Linked DNA regions of Macaca mulatta: region 1 is linked to region 2. Evidence: chromatin contacts called from public Hi-C data. All regions are on one chromosome and are shown on one strand. Each heading gives the region's core, a stretch centred on a gene start, on an enhancer-like site or on the middle of the called end of the contact. The rest is flanking DNA. Distances are from core to core; before and after follow the strand shown. Region 1 holds the start of VPS45 (vacuolar protein sorting 45 homolog). Region 2 overlaps LOC114670830 (a long non-coding RNA gene).

What was found. Hi-C and Micro-C count contacts between places; a contact is called where the count stands out from the background.
Region 1: a Hi-C map of fetal cortex germinal zone shows a contact between it and region 2, with 4 times the contacts expected there. The contact joins the promoter of VPS45 here to the enhancer-like site in region 2. A contact is called at or near these places in 5 of 14 Hi-C or Micro-C datasets (CD4 T cells, fetal cortex germinal zone, fetal cortical plate and 2 more).

The regions. Positions count from the first base shown.
Region 1 is chr1:117,080,824-117,084,219 of T2T-MMU8v2.0, reverse strand. VPS45 (vacuolar protein sorting 45 homolog) reads left to right here and starts at 1,629. Exons shown (of 14, transcript XM_077948649.1): 1 at 1,629-1,853; 2 at 2,886-3,020. The coding sequence starts at 2,901. It also overlaps a transcript of PLEKHO1 not described here and a transcript of OTUD7B not described here.
Region 2 is chr1:116,961,249-116,964,826 of T2T-MMU8v2.0, reverse strand. It overlaps LOC114670830 (a long non-coding RNA gene), which reads left to right. Exons shown (of 7, transcript XR_013398751.1): 7 at 1-27. Among named protein-coding and RNA genes, the nearest start is that of PLEKHO1, 33 kb to the left of the region's middle. Within about 2 kb of position 1,931, at least 7 of the 40 cell types and tissues checked have an H3K27ac peak or open chromatin away from gene starts, as enhancers often do. A contact at or near this core is called in fetal cortex germinal zone and fetal cortical plate, where this site is marked.

The DNA.
Region 1 (3,396 bases), core at 380-2,879, 120 kb before region 2:
GTAATAATTATTTTGTTCAAAATGTTTATGTTCCATATCTTATCACTCAATGTATAAAATATCACTGCCACTGACATCAATTACATTTTATGGAAAATGGAGTGAATTAGTAAGCTGTCAAGTAGGTATTTTCCTCCTCCCTCAAAAAGTTATGTGTCCAAGTATAAATCATCAAAAGGATGCAGATTCTTTCCATATATTGCTTACAAATTGACTATTGTTTAAAAAGGCACAAATTTCAAAAAAATAAAAAAAATAAAAAATAAAAATAAAAAGGCACAAATTTCATAGACAAGTCTTTATCTCCTTCTTTCTTAAAAAAGCACAGAAAATGGGGGAAAAAGTCTTCTATACTGCAGTCTAAATTATAGGTAGGAAAAATAAAAACCAAGTGACATGGGAGATTGGAGGTGAATTTTCAAATATCAGTAATTTACAGGATTTACAGGATTTTCATTAGCATGGTTTCCACGTTTTCTGTAAGATATGAACATTTAAATTGATAAGAATGGAAGATTCATATAACATTAGTTTTTCTTACTTGTATCCATTTAAAGATTCACATTTTCACTTTAATATATAACTTAAGACTTTTCTTTCAAAACACATCTAAAAATTAGTAAAATGCCTAAATGGAAGCTTTATTTACTTGGTAGAAAAGCTGAAAAAAATAAAAACATATTCTTCACAATTTCAGAGGTGACAAAAATCTCTTATATTTCAGTAGTTTCTGATCTCCCTTAAGGGATTTGAAAATTGTATATGATGTTGCATAATCTTAAGAAGATTAACGTTAAAGTGCTACTGGTCTATTTCAATTGTGTACTTCTTACAATATAATGAAAGAATTTATTTGGTAATCCTGAATCTATTGACCTCACAAACACTGGTCATTATTTTGGTGAAAATATTCATAAGCATTTTTAGTTACTGATTTCTAACAGTTGTTTCTTATTATCTTCCTGATTTTACAATTCCCCAAAGTAAAGGTGCGAAAAACAAACATCTACCCTCCTTTTCGACAAATGCCATGATAGAGGGGAGACTTGTGTGGTGTAAACACAAATGTAGACATTTGGAAGTTGATGGTTTTAAGATTCAATAAAAACTTGAAGGTTTTGGCTTCAAATCCCCACGCTAGTTTGTTTTAGTTCTACCGGATACATGTCCCCTACCCATTTCAAAGGACCCAGTCAACTCCGCTCTTGCCTGCAGTTTCAGCGTCGCGGGTGACCCGCGCCCCGCCGGAGTTGGAGCTGGCAGAGTCCGATTGCTCAGAGCGCCGAGCCGGGGGTGGGGCAGGGGTACGCTTGCAGGTCCGGTGGTCACGCTGGCTGAGAGCCCCCACGGCCGACCCGCGCTGCAGACCCTCCTGGAGAACCTCAGGCCTCTCCTCAAAAACATCCCTAAAACGCGTTCCCTTTGTTCATTCATTCATGTTCAATTTCATATGCCCCTCTGTCTTGGGAAAACCAATTCGGGCCTCTGCAGCCTCAACACAGGGGCACTGTTCCCGCCTATTACTGACCCAGTGAAGCCGGGAAGACGAATCTCGACCACTGTTTCGCAGATACCGCGTGTGATTTATTAAATGCCGTCTCTCCGAGTCCCAAGTGGCCGGGAGCATTATGCCACCTCCCTTGCCCTCATCTCTCACTGCCATGCAAGAAAGCGTTAATGGCAAATAGGGACCACGGCCACGCTCCGTCGTTCCTGCTTCCAAGCAAACCTTGTGCCAGGTTCCTCATTTCGCGAGGCTCCACTCTCTTGGGCTTCAGGCTGCGGCTGGGCCTCCAGGACCAAAGGGCAATAGAGGTCTGAGAGTCCGGGCCTCAGGCATATGCAGGCCGCAGGTGGGAGGAGAATAGCGCCCGCGCGTGGCAACAGCCCAGGGCATCTCCGCCGGATTTTTCCATCCCCGGGATAGGCTTGGTGCCCCGTACACTCCAGCGGAACTACAACTCCCAGCACCGTGGTTGCCCGGACTCCCGGAAGCCGAAGCCCGGCTGGGAGGAAGCAGCTGAGACCCCGCCAACAGACCGGGGGTTAATTTAGACAGAAAAGGGGGCGGGAAGGGCTGTGGGATACTTGTCAATTCGCCGCCATGAACGTGGTTTTTGCTGTGAAGCAGTACATTTCCAAAATGATAGAGGACAGCGGGCCTGGTATGAAAGTACTTCTGATGGATAAAGAGACGGTGAGTTTGCTTTTGCTCAGCATTTGTCAAGGAACCCTCTCAACCTTACAATAGCTGGTCCCATTCCACAGTAGGATTTAGCATTTAATTAAAGATATGAAAATAAGGGTCAGTTTGTGTGGAATTGAAAAGTTGTATAAAGCTTGCCCGGTGGGTTTTTCAGTCTAAATGGCTCCAGCCACTGCCCAGAGACTGCTTCTACCCGAAACAATTTATTGGAATCAGAAATCTTTTAATAAATGTCTCTGCCAATAAATCATTAATATGTTAGAGCACTTGGAAGACTTTGGGATGGGCCTACTGTTTCCACTCAACATTGCGTTTTAAAAGTAAAGCTGTTGGAGCTCAAGCTGAACTGACAGGTTATTTGTTGGCCACAGACCAGAAAACAAAATTCTTTAAGGTGATAGAAAAAAATATTTTTGGAAATGTATGGATTGTTCCAGTTCAAAAAGAGCATGTTTTTTCTTTGTTTTTTGTTTTTAACCTTGACACTTCAGCTGAAAGGAGAGAGCGTATTTTTCGTTCTTGTATGTTACCTACCTGTTTGGATGTTCAGTAAATGTTATTACGTATATTACTATTTAAGTTATCCAGCTAAGTATTAATGAAAAAAGAGGCTTAGATATGCTACTTGTTTTTATTATTCTAGACTAGCATACTTTTAGTTAATCCTTTGTTTTTACAGACTGGCATAGTGAGTATGGTATACACACAATCGGAGATTCTACAGAAAGAAGTGTACCTCTTTGAACGCATTGATTCTCAAAATCGAGAGATCATGAAACACCTGAAGGCAATTTGTTTTCTTCGACCTACAAAGGTACTGCATAAACTGAGTTTCCATCTGCCCAGGCAGATGCAGCACACTCTAATCTGAAAGCATTAAGAAGGCAAAATAAATTTGTATTTTCATAATTTGTGGCATCATAATTATCCTGGTTCATCAGTATTATAACCTTCATTTTTCTTGTTTTGTTTCCATATTTCAGTTGACCCCTTACAGCCAATTCTTCCTTCAAGATGTCTTTTAGGTTCACAGCTATTCCCATTGCCACTAATGAACTACTCTTAACAGAGACCCACATTACTTTATTCCTGGATTAACCTCCGTATCTGTCACATTGAACACCATCAACACTTAATTTCGTATACAGCTATGAGTGTCTTGAATCTTTACCACTTTATTCACATTTATG
Region 2 (3,578 bases), core at 682-3,181:
TAAATCTCCTCTTAAGTGGCAGATGGTTAAGACTGTTACTTTTGCTTTCAGCAATCCTCTAGAAAAAGAACAAACTTTAAGATTGAGAACTAACTTCTAGCAGCTATGCAGAAGTTGAGAGGCGACTCGTATTCTTTACATCAAGACCTCCACAAAGGCCCCTTCTGTCATGGAGTCAAAATTCTAGTGACCCAGGTTCATCCTCAAATGTGTAATGGCTTTCCAAGCCTACTTGGAAACCTGTAAATCACTTGGACTTCACTTCCCCTCCCACCCTGGGTCCTCCACCCCACCTTGCTTTGGTTTTGCTTGGGGAGAGAGTGGTCTCTACCCAATATGTCTCTCTCCCTATCAGTCTGCAGGATGCTCAGCAGGGGCACTCCCTGAACATACCTGCTCCCACAGCATGTGCAAAGGCTTCACACTTGGATTGAGGGTTATACATTTCTTCATGGACATCCCCAGACAACACAGAACAGAGACAAGGTTTTGTGGTCCTTTTGGAATGTCCACACCATTCCCATTCTTCAAAATCTGTCACACTTCCAGATAGCTCCAGTGAACAATGAACTCTCCCCCTATGCAGTAGCAGTTGATTATTCGATTTTAACACTGAATTATATATTCTCTTGAACTGTTCTCTAACAACTATGAGGCATTTTCAATGGAAGTTGAATGGAAAAATATAAAACTGGGAGTAAAAAGATCTGGCTTCTAGGCCAGGCGCAGTGGCTCATGCCCGTAATCCCAGCACTTTGGAAGGCTGAGGCGGGTGGATCACCTGAGCTCAGGAGTCCGAGACCAGCCCGGGCAACATGGTGAAACCCCTGTCTCTACTAAAAATAGAAAAACTAGTCGAGCGTCATGGCAGGTGCCTGTAATCCCAGCTACTCGGGAGACTAAGGCATGAGAATCGCCTGAACCTGGGAGGCGGAGGTTGCAGTGAGCCGGAATCAGGCCATTGCACTCCAGCCTAGGCAACAGAGCGAGACTCTGTCTCAAAAAAAAACTCTGGCCTCTCAAGAGGCCACCACTAACTCTCTGTGTAACCTTGAGCAAGCCAACGTTCTGGGCCTCAGTGCTCCCCACAGAGTAAGAGGAGGACTGCCGATCTCTAAGGATCTTCCATGGTCTATGGGTTTATGACTCGAAACCCCTCAAAGTGCAGGAACACAAGCCACATCCCTTCTCAAGGCCAGACACATACTAGGAGCTCTATTAATACCTAAATAAAAACCACGGATGAAGAGCTTGCCTGGCCCTGGCCTTTCTTTTTTTTTTTTTTCTTTTTTTTTGAGACTGAGTCTGGCTCTGTCGCCCAGGCTGGAGTGCAGTGGCCGGATCTCAGCTCACTGCAAGCTCCGCCTCCCGGGTTTACGCCATTCTCCTGCCTCAGCCTCCGGAGTAGCTGGGACCACAGGCGCCCGCCACCTTGCCCGGCTAGTTTTTTGTATTTTTTAGTAGAGACGGGGTTTCACCGTGTTAGCCAGGATGGTCTCGATCTCCTGACCTTGTGATCCGCCCGTCTCAGCCTCCCAAAGTGCTGGGATTACAGGCTTGAGCCACCGCGCCCGGCGGCCCTGGCCTTTCTATACCAAACCAACACGCCACGGATCATTGGGTCTTCCCTGGGACAGACCCTCAGAGCCTGCAAGTGATTCTACAACTTCACTGGTACAGTTCTATTATTCCTTAGCTTAGACTTCCATCTCTCCAGATGAACCTTCAGGAAAACTAGGAAACTATCAATAATGATTTCAATTGCCGGCTTCAAATTAACCTTATTTCTCCTACCCCAGTACACCTTTTTTGGTGGCAGCACTTAGATTCTCATTCAGAAAACAAACACGTGTATTCATGTTGTACCAGTGATTTGTTGGGGAAACTGCCTCGGCCCCACCACCCGGATCCCTCATGTTCCTACCAAGTAAGCCAAGTGACCATGCGAAGAACTGACTGACACCCAGAGGAAACTAATAAACAAAAACAAATAAAAGCAAATACCTTTCCAGGAATCTCACTTGGAAAACCAAGTATAATGGCAAAAAACAAAACACACAAAAAACAACCAAAAAAAAAAAAAAAAAACCCTAATGTTTTCAGCGTTGGGGATGTTGGGGGTGTAGACATCTCGAGAGCTGGTTTCCGAAGGCACCGCACCCCACACAATGTGCTACAAGAGCCTCCCGGCTGCTGTGTCAATGAAGCCTTTCAGGCCCTCCACACTGCTTCACTTGTTCCCTAAAGTAGTGCTTTCTGGAAGCTAAACTCTCAGCTGGCGAGAACAGTGAACTCTGTGCCATTTGTCTATCAACTCCTTTAAAAAGAAAAACCGCCTGTACGGCTGTCTTGCTTTGCATTTTCTATTCTGCACTCCAGTACGCCTAACGACACACAGAGGAGGCAAGGCGCTCTTTTAACACCGTGAAGAAAGAAGAAATTTGAAAGCACCCAGAAGCCTCTGCTTTCAGCTATTAGAGAAAAGTTTGCATCCCATAGAAACCAGCACTAATTAAAAAAAAAAAAATATATCAGTCCTCAGCCCTGGGAATCAACAATAAGGGACTCTTCAGGGTATGGAGTAACAAAAAAATTCAAAAACAAAAAATAAACATGCACAGCCCATCTATCTTTTCCCAATCAAATAATACAGCCTTCCAAAATGTAAAAATAGAAATATTTTCACACGTGAATTTTACCTCAATAAAGTAATTTTTTAAAAACCTTTTTAGCTGGGCACAGTGGCTCACGCCTGCAATCCCAGCCCTTTGGGAGGCCGAGGCGGGCGGATCATGAGGTCAGGAGTTCAAGATCAGCCTGGCCAAGATGGTGAAACCCCATCTCTACCAAAAATACAAAAAATTAGCCAGGCGTGGTGGTCCACACCTGTAATCCCAGCTACTCGGGAGGCTGAGGCAGGAGAATCGCTTGAACCCAGGAGGCAGAGGTTGCATTGGGCTAAGACTGAGCCACTGCACTACAGCCTGGGCAATAAGAGCGAAACTCCATCTCAAAAAAAAAAAAAAAAAGAAAAGAAAAGAAAACAGGAAGTGTCTTCCATAATTCCAAATACAGTATTGTTAAATATTAATGTATTATGTCCAAATAGTTCAGTGAATTTCAAGTTTTCATCCAGATGAGTGGAGTTCTTCAAATTCATTCAACTAATAAATATTCCTTGAGCATCTACTACATGCTAGGCATTTTTACAAGTAACAACAAAAGTAGACAAAAATTGCTGTCTTTATGGACTCTGTATTCTAGTAGAGGGCAGAAAAGTCAGTGACCAATAAAAGCCAGTGACCAACACTTGCATTTTTTAGATGACTTATTCTTGGGTATTTAAAAGAGATCTTGGGCCGGGTGCAGTGGCTCACAACTAATCCCAGCACTTTGGGAGGCCGAGATGGGCGGATCACGAGGTCAGGAGATCGAGACCATCCTGGCTAGCATGGTGAAACCCCGTCTCTACTAAAAATACAAAAAAAAATTAGCCAGACGTGGTGGCAGGCGCCTGTAGTCCCAGCTACTCGGGAGACTGAGGCAGGAGAATGGCATGAACCTGGGAGGCAGAGGTT